2 separate regions of the Zea mays genome follow, and region 1 is linked to region 2. A link is a contact called in public Hi-C data. All regions are on one chromosome and are shown on one strand. Each heading gives the region's core, a stretch centred on a gene start, on an enhancer-like site or on the middle of the called end of the contact. The rest is flanking DNA. Distances are from core to core; before and after follow the strand shown.

Region 1 (3,505 bases), core at 74-2,573, 140 kb before region 2:
AGTTAGCCAAAATTATGCAAATCTATACAGTTTCGAGAGACCAGTTACCTGTCAGGCTCCTCTTTTCCTTCTATCACCGCAAACACATTTTCGATTGTTGCTAAAGTCTCGTTTCCCTGCAAATCGTAAGTCAATAATCAGAAATTCGTCCTTGAATTCAGACAATACTACCCCACAGATAATGCTTGCGCTGACCACTGAGGCACTCACAATGTAGGTGAGGTTCAACACGGCCGGGCCGGGGCCGAGCCGGTACACGGGCGCGCCGTCGCCGCCCTGCCACTTGGGTGGCGCGACATCGCCGCCCATCGCCTTGAGGATTGTCTCCCCGTCCCTGGCCGACACTGGCAGCGCCGGGATGCCCGGCATCTCCTCGCTGCCGTCCAGCTCCTCCATGCTCAGCCGCTCGCAGTCGTCCCCAGCCGCGCACGACGGCCACAGCGGCGTGGTCGGATCGCCGTTCCCGTAGTACAGGGTCCCGACCTGAACGCCTGTCGGCGGCAGCCACCGCGCGTCGGGGAACCACTTGCGCTTCTCCCCCTTCGCCGCGCTCCCGCCGAAGTCCTTGGCATCGGTGTACACGATAGCGGCGGCGGCGCCCGCGGCGCGCGCGTTCCGCACCATGTCCTCGCAGTGGATGTCACCGTACCGCACGAGCGCGACCTTGCCCACGACGTCGACCCCGCGGGAGGCGAGGTAAGCATAATCCTCGTTGTGGCCGTAGTTGGCGTAGACGACCTCGGCGGTGACGGAGCCGGATCCCGAGTAGGCGAAGTACGTCGGGAGGACCTCCGCGGCGGCCTCAGCGTACGGGTCGCCTTTGTAGGTCTCTTGCACCAAGGAGAACGGCCTGGCGGCTAGGCCGGGCGCCGCGGCGAGGGAGAGGGAGCGGTGGACGGGGTAGGAGAGGAGAACCGAGTAAGGGGTGATGTGTGCTGGGAAGGAGAGGGAGGAGAAGGCGTGGAGCACGTAGCGGGCGGTGGCCGCGTTGGCCTCGGTGCCAGCGACGTGGGGGCGGAGGGTGAGCGCGCGTAGGTGGGCCGCCGCGGTGGCGTTGGAACCGAGGGAGAGGAATAGTGCGTGGTAGTGCGACGAATTGGTTGGCACGAGGAGGTGGTAGGACGCGACAAGAGCTGCCGTGACGGCGAGGAACGAGACGAACCTGCGCCTCTTGGCTGCGCCGCCACCGTTGGCGTCTGCGGGCGTGGGAGAGTGGAGGAGCGGCTGCCGCTGTTTACCGCAGCGAGACGTGGCCATGGCGCTCGAGCTAGAGCAAGACCTCAGGAGTCATGAGGTGGGGGAACTGACTAGGAAGGGGGGGGGGGGGGGGGGGGGGGGGGGGGGGGGGGGGGGGGGGGGGGGGGGAATGGGAGTGTATGCGAGCGTCGTCGGCGGGAGAGGTTCACCACTTTGGACTGGCTCATTACAATTACAACTTGGGTGGGGAACTCTTCAGAACGAGAAGAGAGAGAGATTATAAAAATCTTCGGTTTAGCAAATCTTTATTAATTGTTCAACCATTCACGATTTTTTATTAAATATACTTCAATTAAATTCAAGACGGCATTTTTACTTTTGTAGAGGATCATATGTTCATCTGCGTGCAAAAACGGACAGTAAAAAATATTACAGGTTTAGTTAAATTTAAATGGTAATAAGTTCGATCAAACTTAATAAAAATGACTCATATTTATAATATCACTAGTTAGCATTGTTATCTTCCGTGTACAAATTTAGTTAAAACTTATAAATGTAAATTCAGTTAAGTTTGTAAATGTTTAAATGTTAATGCTCTTATCTATAAAATATAGACTCGGTTTAAACTTACGATCCTTTGACTTTATCTAAACATATACTCCCTCCGTTTCTTTTTATTTGTCGCTGGATAGTGTAAAATTGCACTATCCAGCGACAAATAAAAAGAAACGGAGGGAGTAATGTTTTTAGACACACGATTCCTCTCCGCGGGTAGCAGCAGTATGGGACCGCTGTAGAGATTCTGGGAGTAGGAGAACGAATCTTCTGCGCCAATAATTTTAGGCCGGCAATTATTAACAAAAAACAGCTTTGTTTGGCGGTTGACCAATGACCGATCCTGTGTCCCTATATATTTCTGTCTCCAAACAGTTGCTCCAACTCCAACTGGGCGTTGCCAAACACCAGCACCGTGGGTGAAATTTGGTGCACGAATCATCGTCGAGGCTGCTCGGACTTTTCATCGGAGACCTGATCGTTCAGGTTCAGGTTCAGGTCGCAGTCATGTTCCTCTGAGGTTCACCGAAATGGTGAGCAAAGCGCCACCATGGCCATGGGGAAGGAATCAAATCAGACGCCGGGTACCGACGAGGAAGGAATGAGACCATGAGCAGGGTGATTGATCATCTATAGCCCTGGGTTCCTAAAACGATAGGGTTAGAGAATGAAGGGACTGCAAATTGGCGGCAGTTATACCTTGATATGGTCTGATGGACAAATGTTTCGTAAGGCTATCCTCCCGACTCCCGAGGCCACATTGCAAACAGAATGGAGACAGTCCTGAAGCCTAAAGCGGATAGGGATGAAAAGTGGGTATCCAACAAGAAGTTGTTCGTCTGCTGGCTAGACAGCTGCTCCACAGCCATCCTATAAAAACATCATGAACTGTCTTTATCCGAGATCAAATCTCCGAGCGAAGCCGCATGCTTCGAAGGTACGAATCTCGCAAAAAATTATGGTTTCAGATGAAGGTACAAACGCTGTCCTCGAGCTTCAGAGTTGTCGTTGGAGGTTAGAAGGTGAACAATTTTTATTTCAGTTTTACAGGTGTCGAGTTTGACCAAAGTCGAGCATACAAAGAAGTTAAATTGTCGCTTTTGACCAAAGTCGCCTATTTATATTGTGATTACACGTCGCAGTCTGCTACCTCTTTGGAAAAAATGTGAGGTCTTGCTCCTTGTTCAAGGAAGTTTTCTAATTGTTGCTTATGAGCCTTGCTAAGGTATTATGTAACATGTTTCTTTGTTTTTATTTGCCATATTTATGGTTTGATTGAGTCCTTTTTGTGTTAGATGTCTGGTGTTTAGGAAATTCCCGATGTGCCTTGGCCTAATTATGAGGATGATCTAGCAGATGTCAAAATTTCTAAGTCAGGACTTGTTCATGATAACGCCAAGCCATGGAGGTTTTGGAAAGTCCCTGATGGATGAGGCAACTCGCTCCTTTTGTTTAGAGAAAAAAGCATTATTAAGAGAAAGTGTGGTGTTTACCACAGAATGAGACAGTCCTATAGCCTAAAGCGGATAGGAATGAAAGTGGGTAGTCAAGAAGTTGTTGGTCTGCTGCCTAGACAGCTGCTCCACAGCCATCCTACAATATTCTTTTGTGATAGGGCCACACCCACAGGAATACAGCTGCAGCCTGCAGTCGCGGCAAAGTACAGCCGAAAACATGTTAAGACAAATTTAATATTTTAAATATAGATATAAACAAAATTTGATGCTAATCTTTTCTTAAATTATCAAGCACA
Region 2 (3,432 bases), core at 662-3,161:
CGTTACATGCAGCCGAACTAAACACGTCGTAGGTTTTTTTATTACTGGGCGGTGTTTCTAGGCCTCCCAATTTGGTAGGTCTCACTCCCGGTCTTTTCTATATAGGTACCTTAGTTTTAGAAAAGTAAAAATTCAAATAAAAAAACTAAAGCAGACCGCCATCCAGTCCTTCAGTGCAAAGGAGAGCAAAAGTTAAATAACCCATGCACGGTAATACGAAGAAATCGTGGGTGCTCTCGATGGTTTCGCCGACATGTTTGTGTATTGCGTCGCTTGTTCTGTGTCGTCGTCGCCGTCGTCTACTGAGTTCAACGCAATTTACAACTGCAGCGCGGGGACACGAGTACGCATCGCTGCCTAAATCAGGTCCTGGTGAGCACGTCATTCGTTCAATTTAATTGCTATATCAGCAGCGATCTCATATTCTCGTTGTCATGTGCGTCACTTCATGCTTGACATTCCATTAAGTATATTTCTTTTTTTTTCTAAATTTTTATCGAGATCGTGTCAACAAGAAAGTATGCATTAGGCAATAAAAAAGAAAGAAAAAAGAGAAAGAGACATGATGAGTTTGCAGAAAGAGACACAATTAAGTTTGCGGAAACATTATGGTTTGTCTTATGTTAAGGTAAATGATATAATTTTTGAGTGGAGAGTTCTGTAGTTTAGTTTGTTGATGACATTGTTATCAAGAAATGTTACAGGAAACTTTTAAGACATTGTACAAATAATTTAATACGCTTTTTAATATTGTGTTAGTTTATCTGATAAATGTGTATATTAAATAAGTAAAGTTATATTTATGCAGCAGAGGTCATGATCTTTGAGTTCACTCCATGTCTCTAAAATGTCACCTTCGGCGCGCCCTATAATAGACATATTTTTCTATCTTAAATATAAGGAAGAGCAAGTCTTTTGTATATTAGTGTGCAAAAAGGAAATAGGGTCAATTTTGTTTTGAGAAGAGAAAAGCATCTAAGACTTTTTTTTTCGAATTTTAACATCTAAGACCGTGAGGTCCAGCATATTTCAAAGACCTATGTTATAAAACGATACCATTTGAAAAGCACAATGTAACATTATATTTTAAACTCGGAGATATTTGTTTGGCTGGTCCAAAAGAAACGTAACAGATACAACTAAAACACAAGGATGAGACCAGAGGGCGTTTTTCAAGGAGAGGTGGAATGGGTTATTTTTAAAAAAATGATATTTTTTAAAAGATCCCGACCTCCATCGTTGTGCCTTAGTTACATAGTTGCACCAATTCATTCGGTTACATCTAGTGGCAAAGGACCCATAAATTCGTCTTCTAGATCTTTTGTAGGCGGCTTGGCTTGTTTGTTTAAATTGCTACCTCCATACATGATACATGAAAAGAGAACGAACGTAGTAGTTGGACCGTTGAAAGAGGGCAGGATGGGGCTCCATCCTTCGGCCGCTCAAGCGATCAAGTCCAGGCCAGCCAACGACTAGCCGCCATGTCTGACCGGAGCCCTGGTATGTACAGTTTCCCTTGGCCGTCGGGAAGAAAGGTTACCATAGTTTGCGACGAACGGTCAAACACTATAACGAAATGATTACTCTAAACGGCATTAGCCTCTATACTGGTCAAACACTAATACACTATACAGCACTTCTGACTCTTCTCCCCGATCTACACCGAGCAAGGACGTTCCGTCCGGATCACCGTAATGCCGACGGGAAAAACACGAACTAATCCAGGAAATTAGAAGCTTCGCAGCAACGCGGGCTCATACTAGAGGGTAGCCCAGCCCCCAGCATACAGAAAAACAGGGGAACTCCGTTCCCACCGCATCCAGCTATCCCCACCCAGCGGGCAGCGGCTGACAACCGCAGCGGCCGCGAGCACCAGTCAGCACAACCAAACGCCCACGCCACGAAGCCGCCGGAGACAATGGCGCCACCGCGGCGCGCGTGCCCGTGCGCGCGCGCCTGCTTTGTCCTGCTGCTCGCGCTGCTCCCCTGCTGCCGCGTGCGCCGAGCGGGCGCGCAGTCGCAGCCGGCGGACGACAAGCATCTGCTGCTCCGGATCAAGAGCGCGTGGGGCGACCCGCCCGCGCTGGCGGTATGGAACGCCTCGTCCCCGGGCGCGCCGTGCGCCTGGACGTTCGTCGGGTGCGACACGGCCGGGCGCGTCACGAACCTCACCCTCGGCAGCGCCGGCGTCGCGGGCCCCTTCCCGGACGCCGTCGGCGGCCTCTCGGCGCTCACCCACCTCGACGTCTCCAACAACAGCATCTCCGGCGCGTTCCCGACCGCGCTCTACCGCTGCGCTTCGCTCCAGTACCTCGACCTGTCCCAGAACAAACTCACCGGTGAGCTGCCCGTGGACATCGGTCGCCGCCTCGGTGCGAACTTGTCCACGCTTGTCCTCAGCAACAACCAGTTCGATGGCAGCATCCCGGCGTCGCTCTCCAGCCTCTCGTATCTCCAGCATCTCACGCTGGACACCAATCGCTTCGTCGGCACCGTCCCGCCGGGTCTCGGTTCACTGACGAGGCTTCAGACGCTGTGGTTGGCGGCCAACCGGTTCGTCCCGGCCCAGTTGCCGGCGTCGTTCAAGAACCTCACCAGCATAGTCAGCCTCTGGGCATCACAGTGCAACCTCACCGGCGGCTTCCCGAGCTATGTGCTGGAGATGGAGGAGCTGGAGGTGCTGGACCTGTCCAATAACATGTTGACCGGAAGCATACCTGCGGGTGTTTGGAGCCTCAAGAACTTGCAGCAATTGTTTTTGTACGACAACAACTTCTCCGGCGACGTGGTGATTAATGACTTCGCCGCGACGAGCTTGACGCACATCGACCTTTCAGAGAATTATAAACTTACAGGACCCATCCCTGAAGCCTTTGGGCTCCTGAAGAACCTTACACAGCTGTACCTCTTCAGCAACAACTTCTCCGGCGAGATACCAGCGAGCATCGGCCCGTTGCCGTCACTGTCAATATTTAGGTTTGGCAATAACCGCTTTACTGGCGCGCTCCCGCCGGAGCTTGGAAAGTACTCAGGATTGCTCATTGTTGAGGCTGATTACAACGAGCTCACCGGTGCTATCCCCGGAGAGCTGTGCGCTGGAGGCAAGTTCCGGTACCTCACCGCCATGAACAACAAACTGACCGGGTCCATCCCGGCAGGCCTCGCCAACTGCAACACTCTGAAAACGCTGGCTCTAGACAATAACCAGCTCTCCGGAGACGTGCCAGAGGCTTTGTGGACGGCGACGCTGCTTAATTACGTGACACTACCGGGTAACCAGCTCTCCGGGAGTCTTCCGGCCACCATGGCCAGCAACCTTACGACGTTAGACATGGGGAACAACAGATTCAGCGGCAACATCCCGGCTACTGCAGTTCAGCTCAGGAAATTCACGGCCGAGAACAACCAGTTCTCCGGCCAAATACCGGCCAG

The links. A called contact is a pair of places that touch in the nucleus more often than the background predicts.
Region 1: a Hi-C map of ear shows a contact between it and region 2, with 2.3 times the contacts expected there. The contact joins the promoter of LOC100280900 here to the promoter of LOC100382682 in region 2. A contact is called at or near these places in 3 of 25 Hi-C or Micro-C datasets (ear, leaf and tassel).

What each region holds. Positions count from the first base shown.
Region 1 is chr3:204,583,290-204,586,794 of Zm-B73-REFERENCE-NAM-5.0, reverse strand. It overlaps LOC100280900 (glutamate carboxypeptidase 2), which reads right to left and starts at 1,323. Exons shown (of 12, transcript NM_001153820.2): 1 at 211-1,323; 2 at 49-116. The coding sequence starts at 1,257.
Region 2 is chr3:204,445,369-204,448,800 of Zm-B73-REFERENCE-NAM-5.0, reverse strand. It overlaps LOC100382682 (Protein kinase family protein with leucine-rich repeat domain), which reads left to right and starts at 1,911. Exons shown (of 2, transcript NM_001321472.1): 1 at 1,911-3,432. The coding sequence starts at 1,919.